Linked DNA regions of Mus musculus: region 1 is linked to region 2. A link is a contact called in public Hi-C data. All regions are on one chromosome and are shown on one strand. Each heading gives the region's core, a stretch centred on a gene start, on an enhancer-like site or on the middle of the called end of the contact. The rest is flanking DNA. Distances are from core to core; before and after follow the strand shown. Region 1 overlaps Gm32543 (a long non-coding RNA gene). Region 2 has its middle 240 kb from the start of Gm20125.

Region 1 (4,764 bases), core at 1,680-4,179, 310 kb before region 2:
ACACAATGCAAACTTACTTCAGAAACGGATTGTAGGGCGCAGCAACTAAAATCCTAATCTTGTAAACCTTACTAAATCTAAACTCTCCAGTGGTGAATCTGTTAGGACTCGCCATTGAAGCCGGGAGACACTCATAGCTACATCTTATCCTCATGCTATCCCCATCCAAAAGGTCCTAACTCTCCCCTGCTTCCTCTCTTCCTCCGCCCAACCTGGAAGTCCCGCCTACTCGACCAGTGATTGGCTCCTTTATTCATTAGGGGATTGAAGTCACCTGAGTATAGTTCACTCCTTGTCCGCAGCCCCTCCCAGGAGAGTGGAATTTGCGTCAACATACGAATAGCACCAAGGCCCATCCATAATAGCATCTCACACTGTCTTCTGAAGGATTCATAATTCATAGATATATGTACCGAAACTTGTTAGCCTAGCAATGATTACAAAGGCAATACTAGTGGTGATCAAATATTTGTTGAATACTTAAGATGTAGCTAGCAGTTGTAAGAATTTTATGTTATCGTTTTAACTCATATAACATTCTTTGAGGTATAGACTAGTATACACCTTTTATTTATGTAAAGAAATTGAGTCATTGTGAGGTTAAGCAGGTTGCCTAAGGTGTATCCTAGGAAACAATACTGCCTAGATTTGAATCTAGTTAGCCTAATGCTCCTTTTCCATAGATGGATGTCTCATACAAATCATGCTGGCAAACTCCCACAAACGAAATTTTTACCCTACTTTATAGCTATGTAAGATGTTTCAAGAAACAGGGTGAGTAAGAGTCATGACACATTTCTCTGTTGTCGCGTATAATTTTTATTTTGTTAGTACTTCTCAAGATTGAGGGTTTTATATGAAACAATCCTGGGAGTATCTTATTAAGTAAACTTTGAAGTCTTACTTAACCAGCATAATTTTCCCTCCGCAGTTCTTTAGTTTTTTTGTGAAAAAGTATTTCTCATTAATAATGGTATGGAGAGATCTGTTCTCTTTGACTCGTTGACTTTCGAAGATTTGAGGATATAGCTGCATGATGGAGTACGTGCCTGGTGTGCATGATGTTCTGGATCTGACTCCCCCCTGGAACTCTGAATCAAGCAACCACAACTGCTGACTTTTCCCCTGTGATTCGATGGTTAAGCTTCTGTACTGTATTGAGGGCCGAGTGGTTGGCTCACAGGGCAAGAATAGGCTATGGGGGATGGGTGTCCTCCAGCTGCTCAGACTGACAAGTGTAGCCACAGAAAGATAGTAGCTGCATTCTTATGTCAGAAGAAAGTGTACCGAATAAGGTAAAACAGGATTACGTTTTCTTCCAAGGCTAGAGATTTGTTATCTTCCATGATTAAAAGGTCAGTAGAATCTCACAAACATTTTTGGTTATCCCTGATGATTATTAATGTCCAGGCCATTGGAAGGAAACCTTTCAACAATTCATTTAACCAAAACGAAACAGATGATTGAAAAGTCTTAAAATATTTACGCATTTATTATCTACATAAAACATTTAAAATTTTGAGCGAGTGAAAGAATTAACATCTTAATGAACTTTTGAAAAATGAATGTAGTTGGCTCTTCTAGATTTCTTTAACAGCAGTCACCTTTGTGCTTCTTTTCTTGTATGTCCCCAAACATGTCAAATAATAACAGACCAACAGAAACCTCCTCCAGACCTTCTACAAAACACTGTATTTCTCTCTTATCAGACATTATTCTCATCCCATAGCTCAAGTCAACAACAGAATGCAAATTTTATTTAATTTGCATAATTTTCTTATTTTTCTATCAACTTAGATTATAGATTTTGGAGTTGATGTTTTTTCAAAATTGTGGGATTTTTTTTTCCATAGAAAAAGAATTAGGTTCACTTTCTTTTGTCTCCCGCAGGGGTGTCTGTCTTTCAAGTTGTAATTGCAGGTTAGTTAGGGCTATCTGCACAAAGATGGATTGCTTGGAGAGCCAAATTTCATTACTCCTACTACAAAGACAGGTCCTACAGCAGATGCAACAAGTTTCAGCCATCATTTCCATCAGGATTACAGATGGTACTGATGTGGAAGACATCTGTGGCACAGGCCAGAGAAAGGATGGTTGGATTCTTATAGAATCAAGGCAAAGGATATAGCAATGAAAGGTCTAAGGATGCCCCTAGGAATTCCATGTGTGCACAGAGGTCGCGATCAGTCAACTATGACAGATTCAGAGCCCATCAGTGGAGTCAAGAAGAGACTAGGAATGAGTCAGAGTGATCCTCAATTGTTTCTGCAAGATTTTTGAACAGGGAGCAGATATGGAAAATTGTATGCATTTAAAGAATAGGCTTCTAAGAGAGAGAAATGTTTATCAAGCAGGGATATGGTCACAGAAAGTTTGAATCCTCTTGCATATTTCTGAATAAAGCCGTGAAGAGATAGAGGAAGCAGCAGGGCAAACTGAGTCTGTGTGGGGAAAGTTGAAGTAAAAATAGTTCCACGGAATGAGTTGAATGTATTTGCAGTAAAGGGAATGTTTATGGTAGAGTATATGTGTGGACTTCCATTCCTCTCTTAAGAATTTAATGATGATTGGGTGTCTGATTGAAGCTGTGACATTTTAAGAGAGATTAAGAAAGGAAAAATAAGAGGTGTTCCCCAACTTGCCAGAGCTTTCCAGTCTTGTTGGGGAGCCTTCATGCAGTAAGACTAGTGAAAGTGAAGGTGTAAACACATAATTGAAATTGTTGTTTTCTCACGGCCCTCAGCTCTTGTGCCTATAGTAAAGTCCATCCCTTCCTTTATGACAAGCCATGAGTATTAGTGAGACCACAAGCATTTACCCTCATTAACTCAGTTAATCATCATACAACTGAGGACGGAAGGGTTCCAGCCGGGGTTGCACAGCTTTGAAGCTGGAGCGTTGGGAGCAGAACCTCACCCTGTAGGTCCAGAGTCCACAGTGTAGGGTAATGATGAAATTCTTCCTTGTAAACTCCTATAAAGTTGTATCCCAAGCATAAGCATGTATTTATTTTCCTTTCCCAGAGTTTTAATGTTCCATACAATTTATAGTTTTTAGACTTAGGAGCATCTGCTAGGCTTGCAGAATATGCTATGGATGGATAACTAACCTCCCTCGCCGGGCCAGCAAAGAAGGCCAGCTTGTTTTATAGATGTTGGGAAGTCTCCTTAACTGAAATTTTAACTCTGTTATAAACTATCAGGTGGCTCAGTTAAGGGCACCCCTTCTTTTTACTTGCACATATGTACTGTGCACATACGTGCTTGCATGTCACCTGAACATGTGGCAGCCTGAGGTTGATATGGGGAGCTTGTCTTCATTGCTCTTTCACCTTAATTTTTGAGGCAGGGTCTCTCAGTCCAGCTCAGAGCTCACGGATGTAGCTAGTCTTGCTAGTCAGCTTGCTCCTGGGATTCCCAGTTTCTGGCTTCTGAGACTGGAATTAATTACAGGTAAGCTGTTTGGCCCACCAGGCACTTATTTATGTGGATTCTGGGGAGTCTAATGTCAGATTCCTTTGTTTGTCTGGCAATCCTTTTAACTGCTGGGCAAGCCCACTTAGTAAGCTTTTAAGTATGACTGAACTCTAGGCACAGAAGAGTGACTCAAAAGTTTCTAGGTCCCAGGCTAGAAAGTTGCTGAATTTTGTTTGTTTGTTTGTTTCACATGGTCTATGTAATCCTGGCTGGAACTCACTATGTGGTCTAGGCTAGTCTCAAACCCACAGAGGTCTTCCTGCTTCTGCATTCCAGAAAGTTCCCGACTTTCGGGAACAGTGATGCTTCATCTTAAGAAGGTTTGCAGGGGACCTTGAACCCAACATCATGCCTCAGGAGAAGCTGTTCTTGGGACATTCAGTCTGCCTGCTTTTTCTCCATGGTGAAACCCTCCCCACTTATCTCCACTGCAAGGCTTTCTTCCTCGGTACACGCCCCATCTCTTGCTTCACAGTTTTAACTCATGTGCATTTCTAAAGCTGCTCTCTGCTGACCTAGTTGCAGGCCTCAGATTCACAATCTTTGTGAGATAGTGTTTTATGGAACCCGATTTGGGGCATGCTTTAGTGATGGGGTCTGTGTGAGGTGAAAGCCAGTCTGGAACCAGTTGCCCTTGGCTCAGGGTTCCTGTACACATATTTGGGAGCAGGCTGTGGTGTGTGTCTGGGTGTCTGGATCTCTCTCTCTCTCTCTCTCTCTCTCTCTCTCTCTCTCTCTCTCTCTCTCTCTCTTTGGTCCTTCAGGAATTTCTGGGTGTGTCAGGTGCTCTGAGCATCTGGGAAGGATGCAGTGAAACTGTCAGACTATTTGGTTAGATTCTCTGGGATAAGCATACTATTGATTTACTGTAACAGAGTGTTTATATAATCCATGTCAGTCATTTATGTGCCTGGTGAGCTAGGGGACAGCGGAAAGAGTCAACTTGAGTGGAAAGAAAATACAAGAGCTGGATCATAAAAATATCAGAATTTCATAAATTTTAACTTTTAACAAACATCTACAAACAGAGGTCCTTGAGTTCCAGGCCAGCCTGGTCTACAGAGTGAGATACAGGACAGCCAAGGCTAGCCTCCCCCCCACCCCCCCAACACACACACCTTGAAAAACCAAACAATAACAACAAAAAGAAAACAAAACAAACAAAGCAAACAAAGAAGTATCAGGGTGGAAAGGAATCCCAGGCGATTTTCTAGACCATTTCCCACCCAAGAAACCAAGGCAGGTGGATTCCCAGCTCTGACATAGTAGTGACCAAAGGAAGCTAGCT
Region 2 (4,520 bases), core at 874-3,373:
TTTTATTTTTAAATTTTAGGAATTCCATCTCCTACCTTCTCTTCCTGTATTAGATAATTTATTCACCCAACTTTTGAGTGGGTCAGGCTAGGACTCAGACTATTACTCTTTAATGTAAGTAAAGTGTCAAATCAGTGGCCTTCTATTCTGAGGGAATCAACAAAATAATATCAGGTTATAAAATATAGTCTACTGTGAGAATTGTAAAGGCATGGATCTGTGTACATGTGGATAGCATTACATTTTTTTTTTGTAATTATAAAGTAAATATTTTTGCTTGCTTGGGCATCAAGATATAAATCCTGGAATTTAAAATAACATGAACTTCAATACAAACTGCAAAGTATTCTAGTGGGTCAAAGCACTTTTGGGATAATTATGGAGCTGATTTTCTCAAGTCTATTTTTTTGAATAAATAATAAATGTCTAAGTTCATTTCTGTCACTATAATAAAATTATTGGCACAATTAACTTATAGAAGAAAAAGAAAAGACTAATGTTGGTTCAGGAGCCTACAGATTTCAGTCTAAGGTCAAGCAGCCCTGTTGCCATTAGGCCTTAGAGGAGGAAAGCAGGATATCATGTCTTGTGCTCAGGTAACACAGGGAACATAGTGAAACAACAAGACTGTTTTTCTATTTTTCCCCTTGAGAGCACAACCCCAGTGACCTAAAATCTTCCCCCTAGCTCTTATATCTCAAAGGTGCCACTAACATTAGATTAGCAATGGTACTCTGAGGACTAGAGCTTTACTACACAGCCAAACACAGTGATGACAATCAGTTTAGTTTTAGTTTGATAAGAAAGATGGAAGTGCCAAAGTACTCAGGTCTTTTCTTGTCTTTAAATATGGTGGAAGAAACTTTCCGTTCACTAGATGCATACTTACTTTGTGCTTGAGAAGAGATCAGAATGCTATCAAATGTCCTCTGGGTTCAGTTTCAGATCCTTACGTTCCTACAGAGACCATCAGTTGAACACCCTGGTTCTGTTTTCTGTGAACTTTTTCAGAGCTTATTCTGAAGAGTAGCATGGCCAGTATCTATGGTTATTGTCGTCAGGTCATAAAGTACAAATGGGGAAAAAAAAGGAAAGCAGCATGTAACTTAGACATGCCAAGGAGGTTGATCATTTTGCAAATGATAAAACTGAGTCCACAACATGATAAATCATTTGCTCCAAATCCCTTTAACAAAGTGATAAAAATGAGAAGAGAGGGCTTGACTTCAGTGAATATTCTTAGATGACCATAGTCACGCTTTTAGAAAGGAAGAACATGCTATTATTGTATGTGTGATAAAAAGTCTGGCATCAAGAAAACCTTAGGTAATGTTTTACTGAAAGTCCATGTAACATTTCATGGCCCTTCTGATGCCATAATAAGTCTCCTTATGGTTCTCAGATCGATTTTGAATTATGAAGAAGCCTTCTTAGAAGAAGGGTGATGGTGAAAAGTATGGATTAGAAAGACCTTCGGCTACAAAAGTCTGCATCCTTTGGGGACTCTGACGTGATAAGGGAAGGAGACCGGTCAGGGAGAGGCGAAGCTGAAGCAGAATGGAGATGGCCTTCAGGGCGAAGAGAAAGAAGCATTTCTAACAATATTTACAAGGACAAAGGCAGGGGTGGAAGGGAACTTGGAGTGTTACTGGTGACAAGGAGTCTCCCGGATGTGACAGTTGAGCTTATGAAAATTCCCCCCCTCCCCCCCAACTTGTCTTTTCTGCCAGGTTCACCAAATGCCATGGTAAATCTGGGAAGGGAGCAGAGATGCCCGAGAAGGAGGTTTTAGGGTTGAGATGAGAGCTTTTTTTTTCTTTCCAAACATGTATCAGCTTTTAGCACTGGGTAAATAAAAGGCTCAACCCTTGACCTTTGCCTTTCCTGGCACCTAAGTGAACTTTGCGTGCTGCCTTTGCCTCCAGTATGCATGAAAATAATCAGGCCCATCTTGCAGAAGAAGCAATATTATAATTTTGGGAGTTTGAAAATAACAATGGTGATTATCTTAGCAGCAGCCACAGTCTTAACAAGCAGAGTCCCTGGAGCCTTCCCGAGCTCCGCAGTGCCTGGGACTCTCCTCTTCTCTTGACTCTTTTCTAGACCTGCGCCTGAGCAGGGTCAGAGCTGGCTCGGAGTGTGCTGCCTGCCTGCCACATCAGTGTGCTCACTCTACACCCTGCGCGCTAGGATCAAAGCATTCTTTCTCCTTCCTCTTCTACCTCTTCTCTCTACTGCTTGGCTGCCTTCTCCTGCAGGGGGTCAGACTGGCCACATTTGTCCTCTCTGTGCCCAGCCTTTCTATACAAAGTTTTCTTTGTCAATTAGCAGAAGTAAATGCAAATCTGTTCTATGTACAATGAACTTCTTTGAGAAGAAGGTGCACTGGGACACTGATATAATGACTTGGTGAATTTCCAGATGAGGAGGCTCAAAACATCTTGGTTTTATTGTCTAGAGATTAGCATCTAACACTCTCTCTCTCTCTCTCTCTCTCTCTCTCTCTCTCTCTCTCTCTCTCTCTCTCTCTCTCTCTCTCTCCCCCTATGTCCTTCCCTCTTTTCTTCTCCCCATCTCTTTCTCTATCTCTGCATATTCAAATTCTCCTGAAAGCCAATGTCATATGCAATGGAGTTTGGCAATTCTGCTTCCACATTCATATCTGAATCCTTTTGGCATCTGGCACACTGAGGTTAGGTTGCTGTTGAAACACAGCATATAGAATCTGTGTGCTTTTAAAGGCTGTCAAATAAGCTTTAATACCTAACCTTCATTGTTGCTGCCACAGTCCCCACTCAGCCCTGCCCGGGAGCACAAGGCCACATTCCTGGTGTTCGTGGTGAAACTAGCATGAACTGAAACATAAGCCCTCCTCTCCATCATGTCTCTTGGCAAGATATTAGTAAAACCTCAGTGGTATTCATTCATTCACTCTTCAAGCCAACAGTTGGGAGGCTTATACTCAAGGGAGACGTATGTTCAGAAGTGGTCTTTTGAAAACCTAGCGATGTTCAGGTATAAGTTACACTTGGAAACCCTCTTATGTGACTTAATAGACAGTGAATATTAGGGTGTGTAGGGGGCAGAAGACAAGAGATCTGCATTGTTTCTCTTAATTTTTCCTTCTTTTGTTATCACAGTAGTATCAAGAAGACAGTGGCTTTATTTGACCTCTCCCCCAAGGGAGTAGTAACTATAATGGGTTTAATTAACTATGTGGTATTGACGTAATTAGTTATCATGGTGATTATACTTCTTTAATAAAAGCACTTCATTTGGGATGCATCAGGGTTCCGGCAGCGGCCAAGCCCTTCACCTATATTTCATAACTGTCTAGACACTGGAACCGTGTGCATATTTTACTAGCAGCCCTTGAGAGAGGTTATCTTGCATGGCTTAAGGTAATTGGGAAGTAATGATTTTGCCCCCTGCTTTCAGACTGGCTTGAGGCAAAGAGCAGAGAGGCTGTGGGGGAGGGGCGGGCCCTCATTTTGTGTAAACTGAAAGGCAGGGGGGAAGGGCTGGGTTTTTGGAAACCACAAGCTCTTAGGAATTGTTTCTTTTCAAGCTAGCTATCAGAGAAACAGTAACACCAGGGGGAGTTTGGTGGTGGTGATGGTGGTTGTGGTGGGGGGTTTAATCTATGGGTGGAATGCATAAATCTATTTAAATAAATGTACACCGTGTATGGAGACATAGGCTTGCATTAACAGGAATTCTGGCTGTCCAGTCTATGAACAAACAGCACAATTGGTCTGAATAGTAGATGGCTGCTTAAATTTGGTCAGCAGGTGACTGGCAGTGTCCCTTTCACCACAGCTCAGTGGACAATGAAGTCAGATGCTATGTAAAAAAATAGGGCAGTGAGAAAAGAAGACACACAGAATTCAAATGATTACCATATGAAAATGTCAATAATAATATCATGAGACCCCCCAAAGAGGAAAAGAACAAAAGCCAAAAAGATTATGGAGCTGTGCAGAGAAAGGGCCACAGGGACCACAGTGCCTGAAGCCCCTTCCCTACTTTTTTTTTTCTCTGATCAAACTTGGGTAATGGACTGGGAGGGGGAAGGGCAGCGGAAGGGTGGTGAGCAGGGAGGAGGGGTTAGGGACCGAGCCGAAATAGACACAGATAGCACTGAGAAATAATAGGTGTGCACACAGACTCTTGCAGAGAGAAACGTCATTTCTTTTTCTGTCTCCTCTCCCTGACTCTCCTTCTTTATTCAAACTGCTTTCTCCTGCCACCTCCCCCTGCAGCGCTGAGCAGCGTCCCCTCTGTGCCTCTCCCTGCCTGGAGATACATACTGAAATCACTGCAGGCAGTTTGACTGCTTCATGTAGCCCGGGAAGTTTTGCTGTGGGTCTTCTCAGAGCCAAAACCAGAAAGATGCACTTCTAAAAAATAACCCAACGGATCTGAAAGAAGCGTTTCTGCGGAGGTACCTGCCAGTAAGACTTGTTCCTCTGCCACAAGGGGTGCTGGGCAAAAAACCTCGATCCCTCATTAAATCAATA

The links. A called contact is a pair of places that touch in the nucleus more often than the background predicts.
Region 1: a contact with region 2 is called in a Hi-C map of liver, with 2.1 times the contacts expected there. The contact joins two enhancer-like sites. A contact is called at or near these places in 2 of 484 Hi-C or Micro-C datasets (liver and myocytes).

The regions. Positions count from the first base shown.
Region 1 is chr10:17,644,721-17,649,484 of GRCm38.p6, reverse strand. All of the region lies in intron 3 of Gm32543 (a long non-coding RNA gene), which reads left to right. Among named protein-coding and RNA genes, the nearest start is that of Gm32656, 13 kb to the left of the region's middle. Within about 2 kb of position 2,929, at least 22 of the 459 cell types and tissues checked have an H3K27ac peak or open chromatin away from gene starts, as enhancers often do. A contact at or near this core is called in liver, where this site is marked.
Region 2 is chr10:17,331,469-17,335,988 of GRCm38.p6, reverse strand. No RefSeq gene overlaps it. Among named protein-coding and RNA genes, the nearest start is that of Gm20125, 240 kb to the right of the region's middle. Within about 2 kb of position 2,123, at least 33 of the 459 cell types and tissues checked have an H3K27ac peak or open chromatin away from gene starts, as enhancers often do. A contact at or near this core is called in liver, where this site is marked.